Linked DNA regions of Mus musculus: region 2 is linked to region 1. Evidence: chromatin contacts called from public HiChIP or PLAC-seq data. All regions are on one chromosome and are shown on one strand. Each heading gives the region's core, a stretch centred on a gene start, on an enhancer-like site or on the middle of the called end of the contact. The rest is flanking DNA. Distances are from core to core; before and after follow the strand shown.

Region 1 (7,291 bases), core at 3,041-5,540:
CCCTAGGCTCTACTAGACAGGACAAAGTTAACTGCAACTCAGATATAGCATGGTGCTAAGATTGAATACGCTGGCCCAGTGACTTCTCTCTCCAACCTGGGGAGGTGAGTCTAATCATTAGCATCCCATACAGGAATATACTCAGGAGCTACAAGCCGAAATCACTGCCTAAAGTCACAAGTTAGTCACCAGAAGAACCAGAATGAGGTCCCAAGCTGACTCCAGACACAGACCTCAGTCTTAATCACTGTTTCCTTCATTCCTGCCCAGGGGCACCAGGCTTCCTGCCTGCCTGCACCCAGGCTGGGGCTTACCTCTACTGAATAGGAAAGCTGGGCACTCTGGTTCACATTGACTCGAGAGAAGAGGTCCTCACAGAGCTGGAAGGGGCCACAGAAAAGCTCCTGGTCAGGGCATACCCGAAGCTCCCAGCCCTAGGCCAGGCCTTGTCCCAAATGACCCCTTTCCACAGCCCCAAGGGAATGGTCAGTTCCATTTTATAGATAGGAAAACAATCTCTAAAATTTCACATATGCCTAAGAGTCACGAGCTGGTATTCATCACACTAGGATGCAAACCCACATATCCTATACTGTTGTCTATGTGCAAGGCCACTACAGTGCATAGCCACAGAGAATTATGGACAACTCTCAGTTATTCACAGCTACAATTGGCACCATCTGCAATACAGAAGTCCATAGGGAACATACTAAAAACAGTATACATCAAAGTAAAACAAAAGCCACAGCTCCTCCAGTGTTAACGCCTTGGCTCTTCTCATGGAGCCTTGCTGTCCTGGTGGGTGCAAAGCCTCTCTCCCAAAAGGGCCTTGGGTATTAGGTTGCAGCCAAGCCTTATATCTATCTCATTTCCAGTCACAAACAGCCCCAGATAGCCTTCTTCTCTGTGGCAACTGACGACGTTCCTCCCTGGCTGCCCAGTTAGGACCCAGCATGTACCTGAGGCACAATGCCCTGCTGCCCCGGCTCCTGCCGCCCCATCATGGTGTAGGACTTCCCAGCCCCCGTCTGCCCGTAGGCAAAGATGCACACATTGTAGCCTTCAAAGGCATGGAGTAGCATCTCTTCTCCTATGTCTCGGTACACCTGCTGCTGAGATGCAAACTGCGGATCCTCCACCTAGGTGGAAGGAGGGCAGAGAAAAGACAGCAGGAGCCCTGGATTAGTTTGTGTATATGACCAAAACATCCTGACGGCTCTGACTGCCCAAAGGTCTGATGTGCCCTCACCCTGACTACACCATTCTTATCAGAACCAACCCTCTGATCCGGCCCAATGCTGGTCTTGATTACCTGGGCAGACTCAATGATCCCCCTCTAGGTTCTAAACACAACTCAAGAGTACACACTGCACCCAGAGGTACTTCTCCTCCCAATCCAGTCATATTTCCCAGCAGTACCCCCACTTCTCAGGACCCAAACCCCCTGTCTCCTAGGGCTAACTAAGCTCTTTCTCTAGCCCCAATCACCTCACCGAAGTATGCGACCAGTAAGAATAGTCGAAGGTGAAGCTTTTGGGGGCATCCTTGCTCTGTTTGGGATTAATGATGGCTGCGAATACAAAGAAAGAAAAGCCACAGTCAAGCACTCTCAACCTTTGCCCATTTTCCCATAAGCCCTGAGGATTCAGGATCCCACTCCCCACCTCTGTCCTAACTCATTTCTTCCCTTTAATAATCCCCACCCCCTCCAGCCACCAAAGCTAATTTTGGCTTCACAGGACCCGCCCCCACTGAGCTGCCTCCCTGGATTGGGCAACGGAGGGCTGCTGGCCAACATTCCCCCTCCCCGGGACAGGAACATGGAAAGGCCAGCCTTCCCCCCCCCCCCCCCCAGCTAGCACATGCTCTGTGCCCAGCATAGAGGCCTGGCCTCCCCTCTGATGTCCCAGCTAGGCCTCTGGATTCACTCACAGGTGGTGTTGCCCTGCATGCTGACCACACACTTGGCATCCTGGCTGGTCTCACGGGCATTAAAGGGCCGAACCCTCACTGCAACTTTCACGGAGGCTCCAGCCATAGCTTCCAGGATCTCCTGCCCTCCTCAGCTGGAGGACAGAAAACAAGGGGGTGGTCAAAGCCCCTGGGAAAACTCGACACTGCCTCCTGCTTCTGGAATCCATGTCTCCATCCCAGCTAGGGTACCCAGCCCCTCAGCTGCTGCTCTGCTGGCCTTCCTCCCAAATGTCATTCCCAAAAACAGTCCTGCCTCTCTCTCCCCAACCAGATCCCAGTTTGCAGGGACTTGGGCCATCACCCCAGAGTTACCTGGTGTCCTGGCCCCAGATCAGCGGGGCTGTATCAGTTCTGGCTGCCACCGGCCCGCGTATGGGGAGCCCCATCCTACACTTGGGGCCTGGCCACACCAGCAGGGCTGTAAGGGAAACCCTGATTGTGGGGGAAGAGTAGTCAGGAGGCACCTGTAGCTCCAAAGGTCTGTCTGGGGTTCTGTGTTTAGAGGGCAAGGGAGAGGGATGTGTTAGGAAAGCTAAGGATAAGCTGCCCCTCTGGAGTGGCTGAACGCAATGTGAATCCAAGGGCAGAGACAGTGATATTTTTATTCCTAGTCACTTGCAAGTGTACTGAGCATTCAGTTAGAGGAGAGAGAGAGAGAATGAAACACAGATTGGACAGAGGGTGATTCAGTGTGAAGAACACATGGGCAGAGATGCTGAGGGTGGCAGGAAGGGAAGAGGAGGGACAGAAAGTTACAGACACCAAGAAAGTGAGAGGAATCAGACAAGAGACAAGATTGAGGTCAGGCTATAAAAATAAAGAATGACAGAAGAAAAGGAAAGAGAGACTCAGAGATATTGAGAAGACAGAGAGTGAGGGCTCTGGGGCCAAAGCACAAACTGGAAACCCAGAAGACAGACAGGTAAGAGGAGACAAAAAAACCCAGTCATAAAACTGGAATCTGTAATTCTTCTCCAGGGTCGGCAATTCTCACATAGAGCTGACAACCCCCACACGAGGCAGGGCCACTACTGATTGGCAAAGTCCAAGGGCTAGTGGAACAGCCTGTAACAAGGACTCACAGGGCCTGCTGGTGATCCCCAAACCCCTTGCCCAGCCCCCAGTACTTCCTCCTCAGGATCCAGGACAATGGGCAGGGGAGGGTGGGGTCATCCTGTATGCATAATATCAACACCCCCCCCAGGACTCCTCGCAGGGAGACCCAGAATACCTGTATCTTCAGGGGGGGGGCTACACCCAAGGAGGGGGGCTTCATGAAAGGAAAGCCAAGGGAAAAGGAAACAGGTTGGTCCTAACCCAACCTGGGGCTAGTGCTATGGCGTCCACTAGCCTGGGGAAAGTGCCAGGCTGCAGCCTAGGAATGTGGGTGATCCGGGTGCCCACACCCTAGGAGGAGAGTCTAAGCAGCCCACGCCCACGGATAGCAGGGTGAAGACTTCAAAAAGAAAAAGAAAAAAAGAAAGAGATCAACGATGCTGCACTCCCACCTGTAGCCCCCAAAGACCGCCAATTTCTGTCATGCTATTTGGGCCTCACCTCCCCAGCCTTCCTAGGCAGAGCAGGGGAGGAGTGAAGGGGCTGGTTTATCCCACCACAGGAAGGGAGTAGCCGAAATCACAGAGACTGGCTCAGGAAGACTAGTCCTGACCCCCAAAACCCTAACTAGGGGAGGGAAGGGCACCAGGGTGGACAGGCAATATGACTCGTCCGAAGCTAAGAAAACAAGGAATTGGGTGGCAAGAATAGGGTACAGCGGGGTAAAGATATAGGGAGTAGGTGCAGGGTCTGCAGGTCCTGCTTTAAAGGCGCACTGGGGAGGAGGCTAGGTGGGGCAGACCGACTCCAAAGGGGGTCTCGGGTCACCTGCACCTTGCCCACTGGCAGGTCTCCAACAAGCCCCCGCCTGTCCTCTCTGGGCGGCCATGAGTTCCTGGTCCTCCAGTCCAGCCAACCGACGGCTGCCCGGGGCCTGGCACCTCTCTGCGCCTCCGCGGGATAAATAGCACATGATCCGAGCTCTCGCGCCTAGCCCGCTTGGCCGGGTCGTGCAATCGGGACCTCGGAACTCCGGCTCCCCGCCCCACAGCGCATTCCTCCGCGGGCGTCCCCTCCCTGCCCCCCACCGGCTCTCACCTCGTCGCGGCAGGACTCCCCGGCGGAGAGCAAAGGGACAAACTTTCTGGGATGCCTAAGACCGGCGAGGGAGAGACCGGGGGCCAGTTCGGGGCTGCCCCCGCCCCTCGCCGGGTCCCCGGGCGGCGGGCGGCGGATCGCGCCCCGGGGGCGGCAGCAGAAGCGGCGCCAGCGGCCGGCGCCCGCCCGGGCAGCGCGAGCTGGGGCGGGAGCGAGGGGCGGGGGACGGACGGACGGGCGCGCGCGCGGACGGGCGAGCGGGCACGCGCTGTCCCGGGAAGGAGCCACCCGGGTCACTCTAGTTAAAGGGGCAGTGCACTCTGACAGTAGGGCTCGCCGGGCAGAGACAGGGAAACTGAGTTGCGGACACTAAGGGAAAGCAAATCACCAGAACGTGGGAAAACTAGCGCTCCTGAGGAGTCGGGAAAGGCGAGGTCGGACGCAGGAGGGGACTTAGGCCGGAGCCGCGCACGTCGTCGCCGTCAGAGGCGCGCCTAGGGGGCGGGGCTTAATGGCAGACCACGCCCAGGAGGCGGTCCCCCTCAGGCCCGGCCTTCAGGCGAGCCAGGCAAGTGGGGCGACCGGGCTCACTACGGAGCTGCTCCTTCCTGCCCGACCTGAGGTTCCAGAACTCGCTTCGCAGTTGCCTCAGGTGATGGGGCCAAATGCAGAGACGTCGCCGACATAGCCGCACGGACGCTCTCTTCTCAGATAGCCTTCTGGTTTGACTCCCGGACCGCCGCCTCAGCCCGTCAGCCCCAGTCAGCCCCAGTCAGCCCCTCAGGCTCAGGTGGCCTCTTAGGCCGCTGTTGCCTTCTCAGGGCCGGTGAAGGAGACCCCTGCCTGTCCAGCCTGGTTTGCCCATGTCCCTAAGCTCACCACCCCAGTTTTGCCTTCCTGCCTATTACCAAAGATTTGGCTATAGACCCCAGTCTTCCTGCCAGAGGTCGCCTTGGCCCCTTTAGACCTAGTTCTCCACCCCCCCACCCCCCACCCCCCCCCCCAGTAAGGCTACCCCAACACCAGGCTCCTCAGCCAGGGCGACACCTTTCAGATGCCCATCCACCCTCTTAGTTGTATCTTGCTGCCAAGGTCTTGACTATCCCCTGGTCAACTATCCATTCCGTCTGGCTGCCTTAAACCCCTTAGATCTAGGTCACCCACTCAGGCACAGCCATCCAAATTCCTCATTGCTCCTTTAGTTCTAGACCCCCTACGAATTCAGGATATCCATTTTTTAGATCTCACACTAAACAGCCCAACTCTCGACCATCTGCCACTTCAAGATACTCCTTTTGCTTTTAATCTTCCTCAACATTTCTCAGCTCAGTTTAGCTGCCCTTGATTTTGTTTTGTGATGGACTGGGTCTCTCTTTGTAACCCCTACCCCCAGGCTAGCCTTAAACACTCAACCCTGTGTTAGCTGCCTGAATGCTGGGGTCACAGGATTGCAAAACTATGCCTGGCTCACTCTTTGGATAACCTTTGCTTGTAACATTTTCTGATTTTGTCCTTTATGCCAGCCAACATGCACTCCTAACTTACCAGGCAGTTTATTGTTTAGGGTCCCAGGGCCTTGGGCATGTCGGCAAGCTCTCTGCCACTTAACTGCAGTCATATTGCTTCCCCAGCTTTTTTTTTTGTTGTTTCATTTTGGACAGAAATCTTGTTTTAAACCAGTCTGGAGTCAAAACTCAAAGATTAAGTCTCCTGAGCCTTTGGGATTACAAGTCTGTATATCACTCCTGGCTTTTACCTAGTATTTGTTCATTTATTTAATTTTATTTTTCTGGACTTCTCTAGAATTCTTTAAAAATAATTAAGTATTTTTGTGTTTCATGTGTGCATATGTGTAGAGATCAGATCCAGAGATTGAATTTAAGTCATCAGGATGGGGCAACAAGCAATTTTATCCATTTGTCCATCTAGTATATACTTTTTAAGATTTTATTTTTAAGCTGGGCAGTGGTGGCATATGCCTTTAATCTCAGCACTTGGGAGGTAGAGGCAGGCAGATCTCTGTGAGTTTGAGGACAGCCTGATCTCAGAGCCAGTTCCAGGTCAGACAGGGATACACAGAGAAATGCTGTCTCAAAAAGAGAAAAAAAAATAGTCTTAATTAATTACATATGTGCTCATATTTGTGCATGTGGGTGTATGCCGGTATGGGTGCCTGTGGAGGTCAGAAGAGGGTATCAAATCCTCTAGAGGGGAGTTAGGAGTTACACGTGTAAGCCATCTGACATGGATGCTGGGAACCTAACTCAGGTCTTCTCCAAGAGCAGCAAGCACTCTTAACCACTGAGCCATCTCTCCAGCTCTCATAGCTAACATTTTTAATATTAATACAATTATACACCCCTGTCTTTCTCCATATCTAGTATTTTTTTAAGATTTATTTATTACTATATGTAAGTACACTGTAGCTATCTTCAGACACACCAGAAGAGGGCGGCAGATCTCATTACAGGTGGTTGTGAGTCACCATTTGGTTGCTGGGATTTGAACTCAAGACCTTCAGAAGAACAGTCAGTGCTCTTAACCGCTGAGCCATCTCTCCAGCCCCCATATTTAGTATTCTTAACCAGCTAGCTTCCTACCCATCTTGGCTAGCTGTGAAGTCATCTTTGCTGGCTCTGTGCAACTGAGGTGTTTTTGTTGTTTTGTTTGGATGAAGCAAAGATGGAAGGTTTGGTTTTGTTTTTTTAAGATTTATTTATTTATTTTATGTATGTGAGTACACTGTCCTGTCACTGTCTTCAGACACATCAGAAGAGGGCATCAGATTCCGTTACAGATGGTTGTGAGCCACCATGTACTTGCTGGGAATTGAACTCAGGACGGTTGGAAAAGCAGTCAGTGCTTTTAACCACTGAGCCATCTCTCCAGCCCAGTTTTTAAAATTTTTATTTTAGATTGATTTATTTCATTTTTATGTGTTTTTCTTGTGTGCACATATGTGTTCCTGGTGCCCACAGAGATCAGAAGAGCTTGTCAGATAAAGTTACAGATGATGGGGGCTGGAGAGATGGCTCATCAGGTAAGAGCACTGACTACTCTTCTGAAGATCCTGAGTTCAAATCCAGCAACCACATCCACATGGTGCCTCACAACCACCTGTAATGAGATCTGACGCCCCCTTCTGGCACATCTGAAGATAGCT
Region 2 (7,291 bases), core at 2,090-4,589, 760 kb after region 1:
CTGGTTGGGGGGAAAAGTCATGAGAAAGGTGAGGGCAGCAAAGCCAGGATCCCTTGGACCAGCTTCAGCCTCCACCCAACTCCACTCTTGGTGACATTTTATTGGAGTCTAGGGCTGGAGGGCAGAGCATGAAAATGGTCAAAGGGGGAGGGGGAGGGCCTGGAGCACAGCTCCACAAGACAGAGATATATTAGTAGGGCAAAGTCAAGAGCTAGAGGTCTGAGGGAGCCGCTATCCCCAAGATGTCCTTCCTCCCCACTGTACCCCTCAAGGACTTCAAGACATGGAGGCAGTAGGAACTCAGGAGCAAAACAGGCTGAAGAACATCTCAAGTTGCAAAGTGGGTGAAACGTGCTGTGCTTCTTACCTCGATCCCACCGAGCACTTCCACCACAGCAGTGGTTCTCAAACTAGCATCAGAATCACCTGGGAGCGGGTCAAAACTGAGTGCCCAGGCCCCGCCCCGCCCCGAGGCGGATTAATTCAGTGGCTTGGGGCGGGGCCTGAGGATTCAGGTGATGCTGCTGCTGGCCCACAGAACACACTGAGACTCACTGCACCCAAGTGTCTCTGGCCTTTCCCTCAGAAAATTGCCTGATTCCTTCCTGTGGTGTTAACAGGTCCCAGGAGGTGGTGGGCATGCCATGCCCTGAGGGCAGCACACACACCTCTGACAGCTGTTTAGCAACTCAATGAAAGTTGGGTTAATGGTGGTTCATACAGGCACCTGAGGCAGCTGGGAAGCCAGCTATAGGCAGGCTACTGTGAGGAGCCAGAGAAATACATTGTGTGCAGCTAGGGTTATGGCAAAGGCTTCCAGAGAGGGAGAAGCCTCCCCTCAGAAAGGCAGCCTAGCTCTTACCTGGTGAACAAAGACATCCTCCTTGGTGTCATTCCTGCAGAACAGGATGGGTTGTTAAGGGGGTGATGGGCAAGGCACTCAGTTCCACCGAGGCCTCCCTAGCTGCCCATCCCCAAGATGGGCCCAGCCTCTCCACTACCCCAGTTCCTGGGGGCATGATGGGACCCTGGGAGCAAGAACAGCAAGCCACCAGGGCTCTAAAAGCTGGTACAAAGAGAGGCCCACTGTAAATCCACAGTGAGGGGCGTGGACTTCCTAAGAAAAGGTAGGAGGTGGTGGTAAAGGCACCTTGAAGGAGCCAGGACAGCGTCACCTTCTACCCCAGAGGCACCTCAGAACCTGCTGGTGCCAGGTCCAACCGTCCCTGGCCAATGTCCCCTTCTCCCTCCAACCCCTGTTGGGGTTGGAAAATTCCACAGGCTCCTTCCTTCTATGTTCAAGGAGGGAGAAAGCAGGGACAGGGACAGGGGTATACAACTGTGAGAAGAGAACACGACATTAGGAGCATTCTGCAACCAGACACAAAGCCTTAGCCGCCCTTAGCCTAGAGAACCACAAGCTCTCCACACAAGCTGAACAAGGGCGAAAGGACATACTCTCAGTCTCTGTCACCACCTTGCCTATGACTCTGGTTTAGTCCCAGGACAGGGGAGAGGAGGACTCCTTGCAGGAAGCTGCCATCCCTAGAACAAATGTTCTAGTTTTAAAGAACTTGGATCTGCACAAAGGTCAGCCTGTAAAGAGGGAACTGAGGCTCCCAGGAGGGCTTGGCTGGGCAGGGTGCCTGAGCAGGGGAAGGCCAGAGTAGGGGGCGGGGGGTGGGGTGTGTGGGGGGGGTGCTGGCTCTACTAGGTCAGAATCTGCTCCAGCCTTTCCCAGAGCTTGGAAGGGGTGGGGCTGCAGCTGAAGCAAAGCCTTCTCAGCCTGGGCAGGCGCTCTCTTGCTCCGCACACACCAGCTTCAGTTCTATCCTTTAGGGGTGGGTGGTGCGTGGTTCAAATGAGCCACAGCTCTTTAAGGGATAGAAGTTGTGAGGGTGCCAGTAGTGTTGCCCTAAACCAGGAAATCAGTGAGGACTCCAACCAGGAGCCCCAAACATTCTACCCCAAAGGCACACAGCATGCTAAAAATAATGCAGCAACTCCAGAAGGTGAGACAGAAGAGCTGGGAAGGTCAGGGGCAGGTTTGCCAAGTTCCTGGATCATTAAGCCTCTGCTGCCCTTGAAGATGTGGGTGCAGCCTCTCCTTGCCAGTAAGCATACATTTGTGTTGTGGTTAAAGACTTTCAACTAGCCTCAGCTGGACATCACAACCATGTGCCTTGGCAGGGGTAGAGATGAAATAAGGTGTCCAATCCCACAGGTCAGTTCGGAAAAAGACACCCGTTCCTCCCCCTCCCTGGGTTCCTCGGATACCTGTTGATGAATCCGTAACCATTCCGGACGTTGAACCATTTGACTGTGCCCAGGACTTGGATTGCTGCCAGGCAGAGATGCAGTGGGGATAGTAAGATGGGGGAAGAGACGGGAGTTGGGCTGAGTTTTGAGAGAAAACTAAGCTAAAACCTAACCTGCCTCCCTAATAAGCTGCGAGTCAACCAGACTTCGCTGGAAGTGTCAAAGTACTCTTAACCCTCTTTCTAAGTGGAAAAACACACAGGGGGGTTTCAGGCTCTCAAACCCACGTTCCTCACATCCTACGGAGTTCAGGTCTTTCACCTAGAACCGGGTACTCACCTGGTCCACCCTCAGGGTCAAAACTCAACAGCCGTTCTAGCCCTCCTAAATTTAAGAGACCCCATCCACCTGCCTCCCAAGCTCAGAGGTTTACCTAACAAGAACCGGAGTCAACTACACCAAGTATCCCGCAAACAGGGGTGTGGCCAGACCCGGAGGTTTTTATTTTCCTACCCAAAGCCTTAGCTGAACCTGCCTGCCCCGCCCTCCGGCTCATGAAGGTGCGGCAAGATTTCCCTCCAGCGGAATCCACTAATAGTTTATTCGGCAGCTCCGGGACTAGTTATGATTAGTCCTTCGGGCCAGGCCTACCTTCGGCTTTCCAGACCCCGCTGCCCCTCCCCCAGCCCGCCGACCCTGAGAGCCGCCCTAGCGCGTGCCCCCCCCTCACCCAGCACCGGCTTGTCCGCCTGACTCCGGGCCGGGGGCGCGGGAGTCCCCGAGGCCGCCGTCGCCTGGTTGCCAGGGGTGCGAGGGCCGGGCGCTGAGGGGGTCCCAGCAGCGGGGCCAGAGGCGGCTCCGCCCCCGCCGCCCGCCCCGCCGCCTGCTTTCTGCGGCTCTCCCGCGGGCACCGGTACCACCACCGCTACCACCCCCGCCGCCGTCGCGGGCACCGTCGCCGCGGGGGCCGCTGTCGCCACCACTGACGCCTCCGCCTCGCTCATCCCGCCGGGTCCAGTACCGGCCCCCGCCGCCACCGCCTCCTCCGCCGCTGCCACCACCACCACCCCGGCCCCTCCCCCCGGCTCGCGGACCGGCCACCCGGCTCGGTCCTCGCGCCCCGAGCCTCGCCCGCACGCCTGCCGCGGGCCCTGAGCCGAGGCCAATCGCAGTCGGCTGAAGCGGCGCGCTCAGGTCCCGCCTCCCGGCCGCCGGCCAATCGTAGCCGCGCAGCCCCCCAGGCCCGCACGCCAGCCCCGCCTCCCGGACTCCGCTCTAAAGCTGCGGCCCCCTCCCGCAACTCCGTAAGTACACCTGAGCCCCACCTCCCCGCCGCCACGTGATGCCCTCGGCCCAGCCCATTGGCTAATGGCTCATTTCCCCTCCCCCTCCGCCCCTTTCCACCGGCCGCGGGAAATCAAACCGGCTGGTGGCGCCTCAACGGCCACCTGGTTTCTGTGCGCAAGGCGGGGCCGGGGCGAGCCTCCAAGGTTGCCCCTGACGACCCGGGTGGGGGTAGCGGCCGGCAGCCGCGGTTCTGCAGTGAGGGGGGCCCGCTGACCTCCACTCTTCAGACGGTCGGTGCCCGAACTCTCCACCCACTACCGCCCTGGGTACCTTCCCACACAGAACGTCCACGCACACTCCAGGGCAGGCACAGTGGCTGTCACAAGCAGAAACCTCTCGTTTTTATGTTTTGAAACAAGGTCTGTGTAGCACAGCCTGGCCTTGAGCTCCTGATCCTCTTGCTTTCGCCTCCCCAGTGCAGCCTTACTGAGTTCGAAGTCAGCTTGGATCATATAGTGAGTTCCAGGACAGTTTGGGCTACACTGAGAGGCAATGTCTCAAGAAATGAGAAAAAAAGAAACAAAGCAACATTTACAGATTTAGAACAAAGCGCAGCTCTTTTCTTAGTTTTAATAAAATATCCATACATGTAGCCAACACCCTAAGATACCTTCTTTATAGGTTATGTATGGTAGATAGCACCTGTAATTCCAGCACTCTGAAAGCCAAGGAAGGAAGATTCACTAGTTGAGGCCAGGTAGAGCTCATGTGTTAAACAAACTAAAGTTCGTTATTTTTGCTCCAGGAAAGTCCTTTTAAGCCTTCTCTGGCCTCCTGACCCTCTTGCCGCAGTTCTGGTGTCTCCCATCAAGTACTTCAGATTTTCTTAGGTTCAGGATTGCAGGACCAGCTTTGTATAAGCTGTTTGCTTAAAACTTGCTATCTTTGCGTCTCGTGGCCGGGGGTGGGAGGAGTGTCTCTTCAAGTATCAACTAACCTATCTTATCGTGACTTTTTAAAAAATATGAAATGGTTTTGACCCTTTATTTCCTTTAATGTTCTGAACACACATTAGGCAGTAAACGCCACAGCAGTAACTCTTTTGTCTCAGCACCTGGAACAACGCATCACCGATCAGAATAAGTGTTGGTTCCCAATCTGCAGACGGCTCTAAGTCACTCTTTCCGAGGGCCGCCTCCTTCACATGAGAGGACATGGGCGACACTAAACAGAGATCATATTTATCCCACTGGGAGTAGCACGAGTGAGCCGCTGAGTTTGTCCGCGCTCCCCAAGTGAGCTCTGGCGGTGCCCGCTACGCGGATAGCCCCGTATGATCTCTCTCCCTGTCCCAGCGCGCCCTCTGCTGGCCTCTCCTGGGGTCCACCTAGTCATAATTTCAACAGCAAACTTGCCCACCGCACCCCTCTGGTCCTTTAAGAGCTGAGGATTGGAATTTTTAGGGCATCAGGCAGAGTGAATACAAAAAGAGAAGAGACAAGAAAAGAACCAAGTCTCCAGGGAGGCAGTAGGTGCGCAGAAATGACCGCTTCCTTATACTGTTAAAGCTTCTAACTCTAACCCTGACCCCGAAAAGAGAGAGATCCTAGTTGAGGAAAGCAATCTCACTGCTGTAACAGAAGACTCAGAAAGGTGTCAAAGGTACGGAGGAGTTCAGATGTGGGCTGAATAATGAGTGGGAGAACGAGAGGAAGCCCACAAGCGGAGGTGAGCCCTTTTTGTATTAAGATTAAGAAACTGGGGGCTGGTGAGATGGCTCAGTGGGTAGGAGCACTGACTGCTCTTCCAAAGGTCCTGAGTTCATATCCCAGCAACCACATGGTGGCTCACAACCACCCATAAAACCACCCATAATGAGATCTGACGCCCTCTTCTGGTGTGTCTGAAGACAGCTACAGTGTACTTATGTATAATAATAAATAAGTCTGCCGGGCAGTGGTGCGCGCGCCTTTAATTCCAGCCCTTGGGAAGCAGAGGCAGGCGGATTTCTGAGTTCGAGGCCAGAACTCAGAAATCCGCCTGCCTTTGCCTACCAAGTGCTGGGATTAAAGGCATGCGCCACCATGCCCGGCAACTATTTTTAATAAAATAAAAATGAGTTGTGGTGGGCTGAAGAGATAGCTTAGTGGTTAAGAGAACTGACTGCTCTTTCAAAGGCCCTGAGTTTAATTCCCAGCAACCACATGTGATGGCTCACAACCATCTGTAATGGGAGCCGATGCCCTCTTCTGGTGTGTCTGAACACAGTGATTCCTCACATATATTAAATAAATAAATAAATCTTTTTAAAAAATGGGTTGTGGCGCTGGGCTTTGCACATGTTAGACAAACACTCTACCGTTGAGCTATAACCCAGCCTCTCAAACTGTTTAACTGGTTTTTCAGTTTGGTTGTTTTGAGATAAGATCTCTCTCTGGAGACCAGGCTGGCCTTGAACCACCTGCTTCTGTTTCTTGAGTGCCTAGATTAAAGATATGTGCTACTATGAAGCAGAGGCTCTTTTTTTTTTCCACCTAAGATATTTGTGGATGACTTTTTTTCTTCCTGGCTAACTGTCCCACTGAGCTATATACCCGAACTTTCCTGCCCATTTTTTATATTTTTTTTTTCTTCTGAAGACTGAGTCTCATTAAGCTGCTCAAGTTGGCCTTTAACTCTTTCTGAAATCTAGGTAGAACTTGACCTCTTGACCTTCCTGCCTCAGGTACTGAGTGAGTTCCTAGACTTTCCCAACACTTACCCCTTCCACAACCCAAGCTCCCTGCCCATTCAGCTTGTTCTCCCCCAGTCTCACATCTCTAGTGTCGTCAGGCCTAGCTGTGCTCTCCCATCTCTTGTTTGTCGTCGTATTTAGTCTCTGGCTCTGCTGATGACTTTCTTCATATTTATTGGCTAGGCTTAGTGGCACACACCTTCAAGCCCAGCATTCAAAAGGCACAAGCAAATGGATTTCTGGGAGTTTGAGGCCAGGCTGGTATACATAGTGAGTTCTAGGAAAACCAGGGTTATACGGAAAGACCCTGCCCACCCCCCCACCCCCCCCAAAATCACATTTATTAGAGACTGAAGAGATGGCTCAGTGTTTAAGAGTGCTTGCTGCTCTTGTTAAAACAAAACGACAACAACAACAACAACAAAATCCCATGGATTTGGTTTGCAGCATCCACATGGTAGCCCATAAGCATCTAACTCAGGTCCCAGGGGATCTGTCGCCCTCTATTGATGTCCTCAGGCCCTGCAAGCAGGTAATGCACTTGCATACTTGGCAGGCAAAATGCAATTTTATTTTATTTTATTTTATTTTATTTTATTCTTGGTCTTTTGAGGCAGGCTGTCTCTGTGTAACAGAGCCCTGGCTACCCTGGACTAAGACCTTGCCGGCTTTGAACTCACAGAGATCTACCTGCCTCAGCCTCCCATGCTCCACCATGCCCTTGCTGCAGTTCTTTTTCTAAATTACACTCGCTTCCTGGAGGAACACATGCCAGAGTACATGCAGAGATCAGATGGTGACTTTCAGGAATCAGCTCGTTCCTTCCACCTCGTGGGTCCTGTGGGAAAGACTCAGGTGGTCAGCTTTGCAGTAAATGCCCTGACCTGACAAGCCAGCTTACTGGCTCCAAGCACCCACTTTCTGATGGCTCTCAAACCTGTGTCTTTCATCCCGAGTCCTCCCCATCTCCAAAAGACGCCGAGACAAGCTAAAGTCCCCCTCTCTCCCCCT

The links. HiChIP or PLAC-seq counts read pairs in DNA pulled down with a chosen protein or histone mark.
Region 2: a contact with region 1 is called in an HNF4G HiChIP or PLAC-seq map of pancreatic cancer cells. The contact joins the promoter of Ybx2 here to the promoter of Kif1c in region 1. A contact is called at or near these places in 1 of 39 promoter capture datasets (cranial neural crest) and 1 of 115 datasets of contacts at active chromatin or transcription factors (pancreatic cancer cells).

The regions. Positions count from the first base shown.
Region 1 is chr11:70,697,547-70,704,837 of GRCm38.p6, reverse strand. It overlaps Kif1c (kinesin family member 1C), which reads right to left and starts at 4,290. Exons shown (of 23, transcript NM_153103.2): 1 at 4,129-4,290; 2 at 2,287-2,466; 3 at 1,933-2,066; 4 at 1,494-1,570; 5 at 960-1,139; 6 at 315-380. The coding sequence starts at 2,038. It overlaps Inca1 (inhibitor of CDK, cyclin A1 interacting protein 1), which reads left to right and starts at 4,683. Exons shown (of 7, transcript NM_001252484.1): 1 at 4,683-4,780.
Region 2 is chr11:69,931,947-69,939,237 of GRCm38.p6, reverse strand. It overlaps Ybx2 (Y box protein 2), which reads right to left and starts at 3,339. Exons shown (of 9, transcript NM_016875.3): 1 at 2,990-3,339; 2 at 2,278-2,341; 3 at 863-896. The coding sequence starts at 3,263.